2 separate regions of the Sus scrofa genome follow, and region 2 is linked to region 1. A link is a contact called in public Hi-C data. All regions are on one chromosome and are shown on one strand. Each heading gives the region's core, a stretch centred on a gene start, on an enhancer-like site or on the middle of the called end of the contact. The rest is flanking DNA. Distances are from core to core; before and after follow the strand shown. Region 1 overlaps C1H18orf63. Region 2 has its middle 35 kb from the start of TIMM21.

Region 1 (4,781 bases), core at 641-3,140:
CTCATATGGTATCTTGACACAGATGGTGTGCAAGATTTTCTTCTAGCTCCCTTGTGCATATAGTCTTTTTTTTTAATTTTTTTTTATTACTCAAATGAATTTATCACATCTATAGTTGTGTGGATATAGTCTTAAGAAGAAGAATTCCATCCCCTCAGTCTCTCCAGAGCTACGCTGTTAGCAGGTTTCAAGTTGTGAATCTGTGTGTTTTTTATGTTGGAGTATGAGGAAAGAATCTGTGTTCAGTGTTTCAAGTTATTGTCACAGGTCACTCTTTTACAGACACTAAGACTTAATAGTATTAACTGTATTTTAAAGGACTATAAATGCGTCCCAGCAACAGATGAATAGATAAGTATGGCACACACATACAATGGAATGTCATTCAGCCATAAAAATAAAAGAAATTCTGACAAATGCTACAACATGGATAAGCCTTGAAAAGCTAAATGAAAAGGATAAATATTGTGATTCCACTTATATGGAGTACTTAGAGTGGGCAAAATCATAGAGACGAAAGTAGTATAGAGTTTACCAGAGCTATGAGGAGAAAAAAATGGAGTTATTGCTTAAAGACTACAAAGTTTCTATTAGGATAAAGAAAAAGTTTTGGAAATAGATAGTGGTGATGGTTACACAACAACAGTACAATGGGCATTGTACTTAATGCCACTAAATTGTAAGCTTAAAAATGGATAAAAAGATACATTTATGCTTTATATGTTTTTACCAAAAATTTTAAAAAAGACTACAAACGCTTGTTTCTCTTTGATGTATCTGACAAGTCAACTTGACAAATACTTGCTAAATTGCTGCCAGGTACCAGGCACTTTGGTAGGCAATGAGAATACAAAATGATTAAGACATAGTCACTGCTATAGTGTCAAAATCCTACTTATTCCGAAAGGCCTAGTATAGTTACAATCACCTTTCCATTATACTCTCTTTGAATAAGTATTTTGTTAGTAACTGTGTGAAGGATTTAAGAATGTGAAGGATGTAAGGATAAGTAACTCATGGTTCCTACCTTCAAAAAATCTAGTGTCTACCTAGGGAGGTTGAACTTACACACTAATAGTGCTACCTTGTCCTATTTTTTTTTTTTTTTTTTGTGATAAATACTAACTGGGAAGCTGAGAGGGGAAAAAATGGGGAGAAGAGGAAAAGACTTCTGAGGGAGACAGCAACATGCGCACATTTGGAAGATAATGATAGTAGTTAAGTGTAAAGTTTTTATAGTTGATTTATATAGAATTTGGAATACAACTTCATCCTAAAATATTAAAAGGATGATGTCCGAAGAAGGATACAGATCATAAGAAATAGTCACATGTCCTGGAGTTCCCATCGTGGCTCAGCAGGAGACGAATCAGGCTAGGAACACTGAGGTTGCCGGTTCGATCCCTGGCCTTATTCAGTGGGTTGAGGATCCGGCGTTGCTGTGAGCTGTGGTGTGGGTCACAGATGTGGCTCGGATCTGGCGTGGCTGTGGCTATGATGTAGGCTGGCCACTACAGCTCTGATTAGACCCCTAGCCTGGGAACATCCATATGCCTCGAGTGCAGCCCTAAAAAGACAAAAGGCAAAAAGAAAAAAAAAAATTCACAAGTCCTCAATAAAGCTCATTTGGTTTTTGTTTTTCTTTACCTGTTGTATATATTATAGTGTTACTTTATATTCTTATTCTGATGGTATTTTATATCATTGCTTTTCCATTAAGGACATTATTGCATTTTCTAAATTTCTAACCTTTATCCTTTCAGGAAAACAAAGTCAGGCCGCCCAATCTAACCACTAAACAAAAGTTCAGGTCCTCTCTGGCTCAGGCACCTTCCATAAGATCCCCCCCAGCTCAAAGTCTTCTACAGTGTTCAGTAGCCATGCACCACAAGGTGGAGCTTTCAGTCAGCCAGCCAAAGCCCTGCGTGTCCTCAGCTTTGCACCTCCAGCGAGAATCTGTTCAAAACAGAAAGAAATCCCTGTCTGACAAGGCAGCACAAGTACATTTGGAAGTACCAAAGCTCAACAGAGGAAATACTCCAATGCAAGACATAAATGTTGGCTCCCAACATAATATTGCTCCTAAATTCATACCAGTTTTCAAAAATCAACCAATACAAATGAACAAAAATATCTTAAAACCCGAGAACCTGAAAAGAAAACAGCATATTGTTATAGAACCTAAGTTGTTTTCACTCAAAACTAGTGTGATCCAGGATGACAAACTGAATTTAGATCCAGTTATAAAAAAAAGATGTAATCGCAGCATTCAGATGACTGCTAGAAATGTAAATCCAAAGACTTCTAGATCTCTGCAAGAAAAAAACACTGAGTCCTATGAAAACACTGAGTCCTATGCTTCTAGTGTAAAATCATTGCCTGTGAGTTTAAATGAAAGTAAACAACTATCTAATAGTTCAGTATTTCAGGTGTCAAATAATAATTTAGGTGTAATAAAAAGTGCTGTTGACTTCCAAGCAACTGGGAAAGAAAATTTGACAAGCAAATATAAAACACAAATCTTAAGGAAAGGCCACAATTCACTAAAAGTGAAAAGGCAACCATACATTTTTGAATCAGACACAGAAACAGAAGATCCCCAACTGCTACATCAACAAGCAGTTGATCAAACTAAAGAAGATGATGTAAGTAACCACCAATTAATAGTAAGCAGAATACCCCACAGGTCTAAAAGAGAATTATGTCAGGAATCTTCAAAAACTCCAAAGAGGCCTCATTCTAGTACTATCCGTCATGGACAATCCAGTTCTAGGAACCAGGTAAAGAAAAATTTTTTAAATTTTAATCTGGGGATATTTATCATGTGATAGACCTTTAAAACCCCCAAAATAAATATTTAAATTATTCGTCCAAGGACTTCTAGAAACACATTAAGAAAAAGATTCTATTCAAACACAACTGCAAGTATATACCCTTAATTTATAACAAAATGTGATTCTTCAATCTGGTTACAGATACGTAACTTGGACAAATCAAAACCTAAGAAATCTCTCGTCATTTCTAAAGCTTAGGACATGGATGTGAAAGAAGGAAATATCCACCAGGTAATTTAGGTGATATCTTCTGCTTTATTTTTTATTATGCTGTCCAAATTGGAATTGCCAGGTTTAGGGATCCCCAATCTTGTGTACCAAAGAATTCCTTAAAGTCTGAAAATCAGCAAGGATATAGAAAATGGCGGGGATAGTACAACCCTTGACTAAGGACTGTAAACAGCAACTGCTATATGTTGTAAGGCCTCTAAAAATGGATGAGGTAGAGAGGACCAATCACTAGCTCCCACCCACTCTGTTCTGGGGCCTTTGTAGAGAGGGCGGGGCAGCAGCAGACTGCCTAAAGATGGAAAATTCCACAGCCATTAGGACATCTACCTTTTGGACTCTCATCCAAGATAATTAACCTTAAATGGTGTCTCAGAAGCTAATCATTAAGTTAAAGTTTACTCCAAAAATTTTTGCAGTGCTGGCTAAACTTAAACTTGAGATTTAGCTGATAATGCTAAGTCTACGCCAGAGCCACAGCAATGTGGGATCCAAGCCTAGTCTGTGACCTAAACCATAGCTCACAGCAATGCTGGATCCTTAACCCACTGAGCAAGGCCAGGGATTGAACCCACATGCTCATGGATACTAGTTGGGTTTGTTACCACTGAGCCACAGTGGGAACTCCTCAATTCAAATTTTTTATGAACAATCTAGAGAATGTTTCTTCTTTTCTCCTCCAATTTTTTTCTATAATTAATAGAATTTTTAGTCTGAACCAAAAGGTACATAAGTCTATTCTTATATATTTTATAATGTTAGGTTTCATGTAGTTTTTGATGTCTTACTATATGTAGTAAGTAGGTGGTTGGGGAAAGATGTATGTTCTAGAATGCCTTAAAATTTTTTATTTTCATTTTTTTTAAATAAATGATATCTACTCTAGATTTCATATTGTTTTAGAAAGATAGCACTTTCCCACTTTGAATTACTTAAGAACCAAATGATTTTTTACAATGAAAAAATCATTCCGGGAGTTCCCGTCGTGGCACAGTGGTTAACAAATCCGACTAGGAGCCATGAGGTTGTGGGTTCATTCCCCGGCCTTGCTCAGTGGGTTAAGGATCCGACTTTGCCGTGGTCTATGGTGTGGGTCGCAGACGCGGCTCAGATCCTGAGTTGCTGTGGCTGTGGCTTAGGCCGGTGGCTACAGCTCCAATTAGACCCCTAGCCTGGGAACCTCCATATGCTGCGGGAGCAGCTCAAGAAAAGGCAAAAAGACAAAAAAAAAAAAAAAAAAAAAATCATTCCATCAGCTAGAAAGAATAACATAATGGGAAAACAAATCATAGGATATCATTATAGAAAAGAATTTTCCCTAAATATAAAATTCATATATACCCCTATAAAAATTTTAAGTAATACAAAACAGTTTCAAGAAAAAAGGGAAAAAGAAAAAACCAAAACAGAAAAAAAAAAAAACACTTGTGATTCCTCTTTGCAGAGATAACCACTCTGAACATTGATGGACACCTCGCACACACTTCTGTGAACATGGAATCAGGCTCCATACCCTGCTTTGGAAACTCTTTTTTCACTCAACAGGTTTTTTCATAGTTGCATAGTATTCTGTTGCATGTGGATATATTGTATATATAACTTCCCCTACTGATTGTCATTTAAATTGTTTCCAACATTTCACTGTAACAACTTCAAGTGCTTCCGTACACTGGAAAAAAAAAGGGAGGGAAACAGAAATGGAGTTTCTCTCCTAACTAG
Region 2 (4,781 bases), core at 709-3,208, 130 kb before region 1:
TAGAGAAGACAGGACTCACTTCCCTCTGTATTGGGCTGTGTTTAACTTTCAGGAAGTGGCACCAATATGCTCAGAATTCTATTTGCTCAAAAGAGGTTACTCTAGCTTTTGCTTCCCAGGCACCTAAGACTTTAGGGTCTTTGTTTCTTAGTTTTTTAAACAGAGGGAGGGTAACAGGGAGTCCCATAAAAGGCCAAGCTCCTGTTGAAGTAGATCACACCTTTGCTGCTGGAAAATTTTGGCTTCCTGGGTTCTGTTCTGCCCCACTTCTCTCTGATCAGTCATCTTAAGGGAGGTTTCCTGAGACCAGAACGGATGCTTTGACCCTTTGCGGCCACCAGAGGGCCACGGACACCCGCTAAAATGAATTTCAGTTCATGAAATTCAGTAAATTGGTACTTAACCCTATAAAGGCATTCTGTTAAGGCAATTGTTTCTTTACATAGTCTTTTAAAGATTTGGTCTCTTTAGTATTCATTCTATATATAGTATTCATTTCAATCGCAAGATCCCCTAGGAAATCCAATTAAATTTAAAGTACAAAGTTATTCACACAGCTTCCATGAATTCAGCAGATATTTAAACGCTGCAGCGTGTATTCTGTAAAAGTCTGTGCTGGACATTGAGGCCACTAAGCTGAGCAAGAGTTAATCCTTGTCTTCAAGAATAGATGAGGAGTTCCCGTCGTGGTGCAGTGGTTAACGAATCCGACTAGGAACCATGAGGTTGTGGGTTCGATCCCTGCCCTTGCTCAGTGGGTTGACGATCCGGCGTTGCCGTGAGCTGTGGTGTAGGTTGCAGACGCGGCTCGGATCCCACGTTGCTGTGGCTCTGGCATAGGCCGGTGGCTACATCTCCCATTCGACCCCTAGCCTGGGAACCTCCATAGCCGCTGGAGCAGCCCAAGAAATAGCAAAAAGACAAAAAAAAAAAAAAGAATAGATGAGGAGTTCCCATCGTGGCACAGCGGAAACGAATCCTACTAGGAACCATGAGGTTGCGGGTTCGATCCCTGGCTTTGCTCCGGGGGTTAAGGATCCGGCATTGCCTACACCTCCAGTGTAGGTCACAGATGCGTCTCCGATATGGCGTGGCTGTGGCTGTGGTGTAGGCCGGCAGCTGTAGCTCCAATTGGACCCCTAGCCTGGGAACCTCTATATGCCCCAGTGTGGCCCTAAGAAGCCAAAAAAAGAAAAGAAAAGAAAAGGAAAGAAAGAGAGAGAGAGAGAGAGAAAGAAGAGATGACTTAGAATAGTAAGAAAGAAAGAAAGAAAGAAAGAAAAGAAAGAAAGAAAGAAAGAAAGAAGAAAGAAATAGATGACTTAGAATAGTAAAAAATTCACAGTGGGAGTGTGAACTATGACCCGATATAAAACAGCAGGCCATTTCTTGTTCGGAGTGAGGCAACCTGTACACTATTGTTGTGTTTATTACTTGAGAGTTAGGGGTGATTTTCTTGTGTTTATTGCTTGAGAGTTAGGGATTCCAAAATCACCCCCACACTCTCTCAAGAGATTTGTTCACCATTGGAATTTATTACAGAAAACAAACAAATGAAAAACCAGGGTCATCCCAAGACCTGACCGCACTAGAGAGCTAAAGGAACCTATCAAACACTGTAAGAAACTTCACTTTGTGAAACCCTTTAAAAGTTATTTTTAATTTTAGAAAAGGCAAAAACAAAATATATTTTCTCCAAAAGCCATGCCATGTAGTCTGACGGGGACCCTCCCTCTGCTCCTGCTTTAAGAAGCCAGAGGGATCCGGTCAGGCTGGTGTCATGGTATGTGTCCTGTGTGGTGAAGGAGACATGTCTTCTCTTCTCTTTGGCACAACAAGGAGGTGACAGAATCATTAAATGAAATGTTTGCTAGTCCAAAAGTCAGGATGCTGCCCTTCGTCCCCCTGCCCTGGGCCCCAAGCCAGCTCAGATCAGAGAGCAGACATGGGACTTCTGAGCCCAGAGGCCTTGGTTCAGCCGCTCTGACCTGGGAGCTCCCAGGACAGTAAACCCAGGGCAGAGTCACCTGGGTGCAGAGACCCATCTGGAAAACCACATCTGACCGATTGTGGCTCAATTGGTCAGAGCAGTGGGGGTACCTCCCCCAACTCCCAATCCTGGGCCAATGAGGGTTTGTAGGCAGAGGGAGAGAAGAGCAGTGGAAACACTGACAAAGCCATACAGGGGACACACAGCTGGGGTGAGAGACACACAGCTGGGGCAGGGGTCCTCCAGAACTGGTGGTTCAGGCTCCTGGAGAGATCTTCCTGGGGTAGCAGTTGCGGCTAAGTCTCCAGGCAGGAAGCACGTGACCAGAATAGGAGGTATTTGCGGACACTAAGCACAAGAGGGACCTAAGGTGAGAAAGGACAGGACACACTGACTGAGGGCACCCCAAAGGAAGGCCAGCGTGAGGACACAGTCCAGCTCTGTGAGCCACCTCTGGGCCTGGGGAGCAGGGCCTGGGGATACGTTCACTTAGATAAGCAGGCAGCTCCAGAGCTCAGATAGCAGTGGTGCACAAGCTGCAGACACAAAGGGCCACCTCCCCCACCCCACCCTGAACTCAGCGCAGCTGTGGGGCCCAGAGGCCTGGGGGTTGGGCTGTGGCCTGGGGGTTGGGCTGTGGCCCAGGTGGCTCAGCTGAGGGAGCTGACCTGGCCACAGTGACTGGCTCGGCCTGGCAGGAAGTGGATGCTAGAGACCTGCAAACACCACTGTAGGTGCTTAGATGGAGCCGGAGAGTCTACCCGAGTGGAGAGTGTGGACAGAAGGGAGGCCCAGGTGCCATATGTTGTGTGTGGGTGGGCAGGAAAGGGTCTCTCTGGCCATGACACAGAGGATGAGCTGAAACTGGAAGCTCCTTAAAGGTGAGATCCACATGTTGTCATTTTTGTGTCCCTTGTACACAGCTGCATAAAGGGGAAACGTGAGGCCGCCCTTCCAGCTGGGTCAGGAGGAGGCAGTGGACACAGCAGCAAAGGTCCAGGAGAATGGCAGGGGCTCGGCTGGGGCCATCGTGGAGATTTGCCACCAAGAGAGGATGAGTTCGAGGAGTACAATCAACAGGATCTGGTTTCTGAATGGCCAGGAGGGTTGAGGTGGAAATGTCAGCAGACCTTTGAACTCAGATAACACGCAGGTTGCCAAAGAGGAGTCTGGAGAACATCAAAGGCGAGGGGTTGGGAAAAGGCAATGTGAAGTAATACAAAGTCTGAGAATAATAAATGTAAGTGCACATCCAATGTGGGTCCTAACAGTTATAGATAATAACTGCAATCAGGGCACACTTCCCACACTTAGGGACTTGAGCTGATGAATGCACAGGAATGACCAGCAAGTGACACATAAACTATGCTTCTGGCATACTTGAGGGCACTTGAAAGCATTCTAGCCATGGCTTCAGTGTTTAGAAACACAGTTGAAATTGTATTTATATCACTAGCCTGTTCTGTTGACACAGAGAAACTTCTCCTGAAGAAAGCTCAGCTTAGCTCGCCCACGTGAACAAGTTCATGAAGCCTGAGGATGACTGTCTAACATTTGATGGGCATGTTAATGAAGAAAATGCTCAGGGCTGCCAGAGGGTAAAACCTCAGTGATGGAGCTAGAGGTCCAAGAGATAAGAGAGAGATTTTTAGATGCTGCATTCCAAGGTTAAACATAGTATCCTTCTGCCTCTAAAAATGGGCTCTTTGTTCCTGGGATTATGTTTTCTTTAGTTTTGAATTTCATCTATTTCTTCTGCAGTTTGGTGCTTATCTAGTCCAAAGGAAAGGCTTGTAATCTGTAAATATTACAATTAGAAAGTACAGAGTAGAAATGGAAAAGCCTTATGCCAATGTGGGGGACCTTTCAGAAGCATTTGTGTCAGTGAGGCAAAGAACTTACTGAACTGGCAAGAGGACCAGAGCTTTCACTTGCCAAGTGTTTCCATAGTCCCCTCCACAACAGACACAGAGCTAATGCACACACACTGATTTGAGAGCTATGGGCCCACTGACCACTGTCCTCTCTAAAATCCCAACACCCTAGGAAGGTGGGATGCCTCATGGCTGTGCTGGTCTGGCCTTTCTTAAGATGTTCCCCCCAGCTGTCTGAGGGGAGGTTTTCATTGCCTGCGGAGAGGAGCAGAAGCAGAAACGAGATGGCAAGCTAGATGGGCTATCAGAGAACCCAGAGAGCTATAGAAACTCTAAAAACTCATTTGTAATTATTTTACCTTGGATGATGAGGAAAAGCAGGCAGATGTCACCTTGGATGTTGGGAAGCTTCCTGCAGAAGGAGCCTCACGGTGGTTGAAAGTGTGCTTGTTAACAGAGATTGGAATAAGTTCCTCAGTCTCTTGGTGGCTCTGTTTCCTCATCTGTAAACCAGGGATGTTTGCAGCCTCCTCTTCAAAACTTTCCCAGGAAGAAAGCAACGAGGGAGCAGAACTCAGAACATTCTGGGCTCCGCAAGTATCAACCAACAATCATTATTATTATTCTTCCTGGAAAGCAAAGTAAGAGTCGTACAGTCATGCGTGGTGTGCAACAGTCAGCATAGTGAGGTAAGAAAGCCTGTCTCACTATAATCATCTTATTTCACAACAATCATGCACTGTGCTAACAGCACTCAGGCTCTCTCACTCCCTCAACCAGTCTTGAAGGAGATAAGCCCCTGCGATGAGAGGAAGAGATGGGAGAGAAGCAGATTCTTCCCTACAGGTCAAGAGCAGAGGGGCTCCATAAAAATGGTTCAGATTCTCAGCTAACAGGGTGAAGCTCTGCCAGCCGCC

What was found. Hi-C and Micro-C count contacts between places; a contact is called where the count stands out from the background.
Region 2: a contact with region 1 is called in a Hi-C map of fetal liver, with 2.1 times the contacts expected there. The contact joins two enhancer-like sites. A contact is called at or near these places in 1 of 5 promoter capture datasets (fetal liver), 21 of 47 Hi-C or Micro-C datasets (adipocytes, alveolar macrophages, brain and 13 more) and 2 of 2 datasets of contacts at active chromatin or transcription factors (alveolar macrophages and skeletal muscle).

The regions. Positions count from the first base shown.
Region 1 is chr1:149,685,915-149,690,695 of Sscrofa11.1, reverse strand. C1H18orf63 reads left to right here. Exons shown (of 15, transcript XM_013993265.2): 13 at 1,764-2,780; 14 at 2,976-3,065; 15 at 4,507-4,781. The coding sequence ends at 3,032. Among named protein-coding and RNA genes, the nearest start is that of C1H18orf63, 37 kb to the left of the region's middle. Within about 2 kb of position 1,890, at least 3 of the 83 cell types and tissues checked have an H3K27ac peak or open chromatin away from gene starts, as enhancers often do. A contact at or near this core is called in fetal liver, where this site is marked.
Region 2 is chr1:149,818,793-149,823,573 of Sscrofa11.1, reverse strand. No RefSeq gene overlaps it. Among named protein-coding and RNA genes, the nearest start is that of TIMM21, 35 kb to the left of the region's middle. Within about 2 kb of position 1,958, at least 19 of the 83 cell types and tissues checked have an H3K27ac peak or open chromatin away from gene starts, as enhancers often do. A contact at or near this core is called in fetal liver, where this site is marked.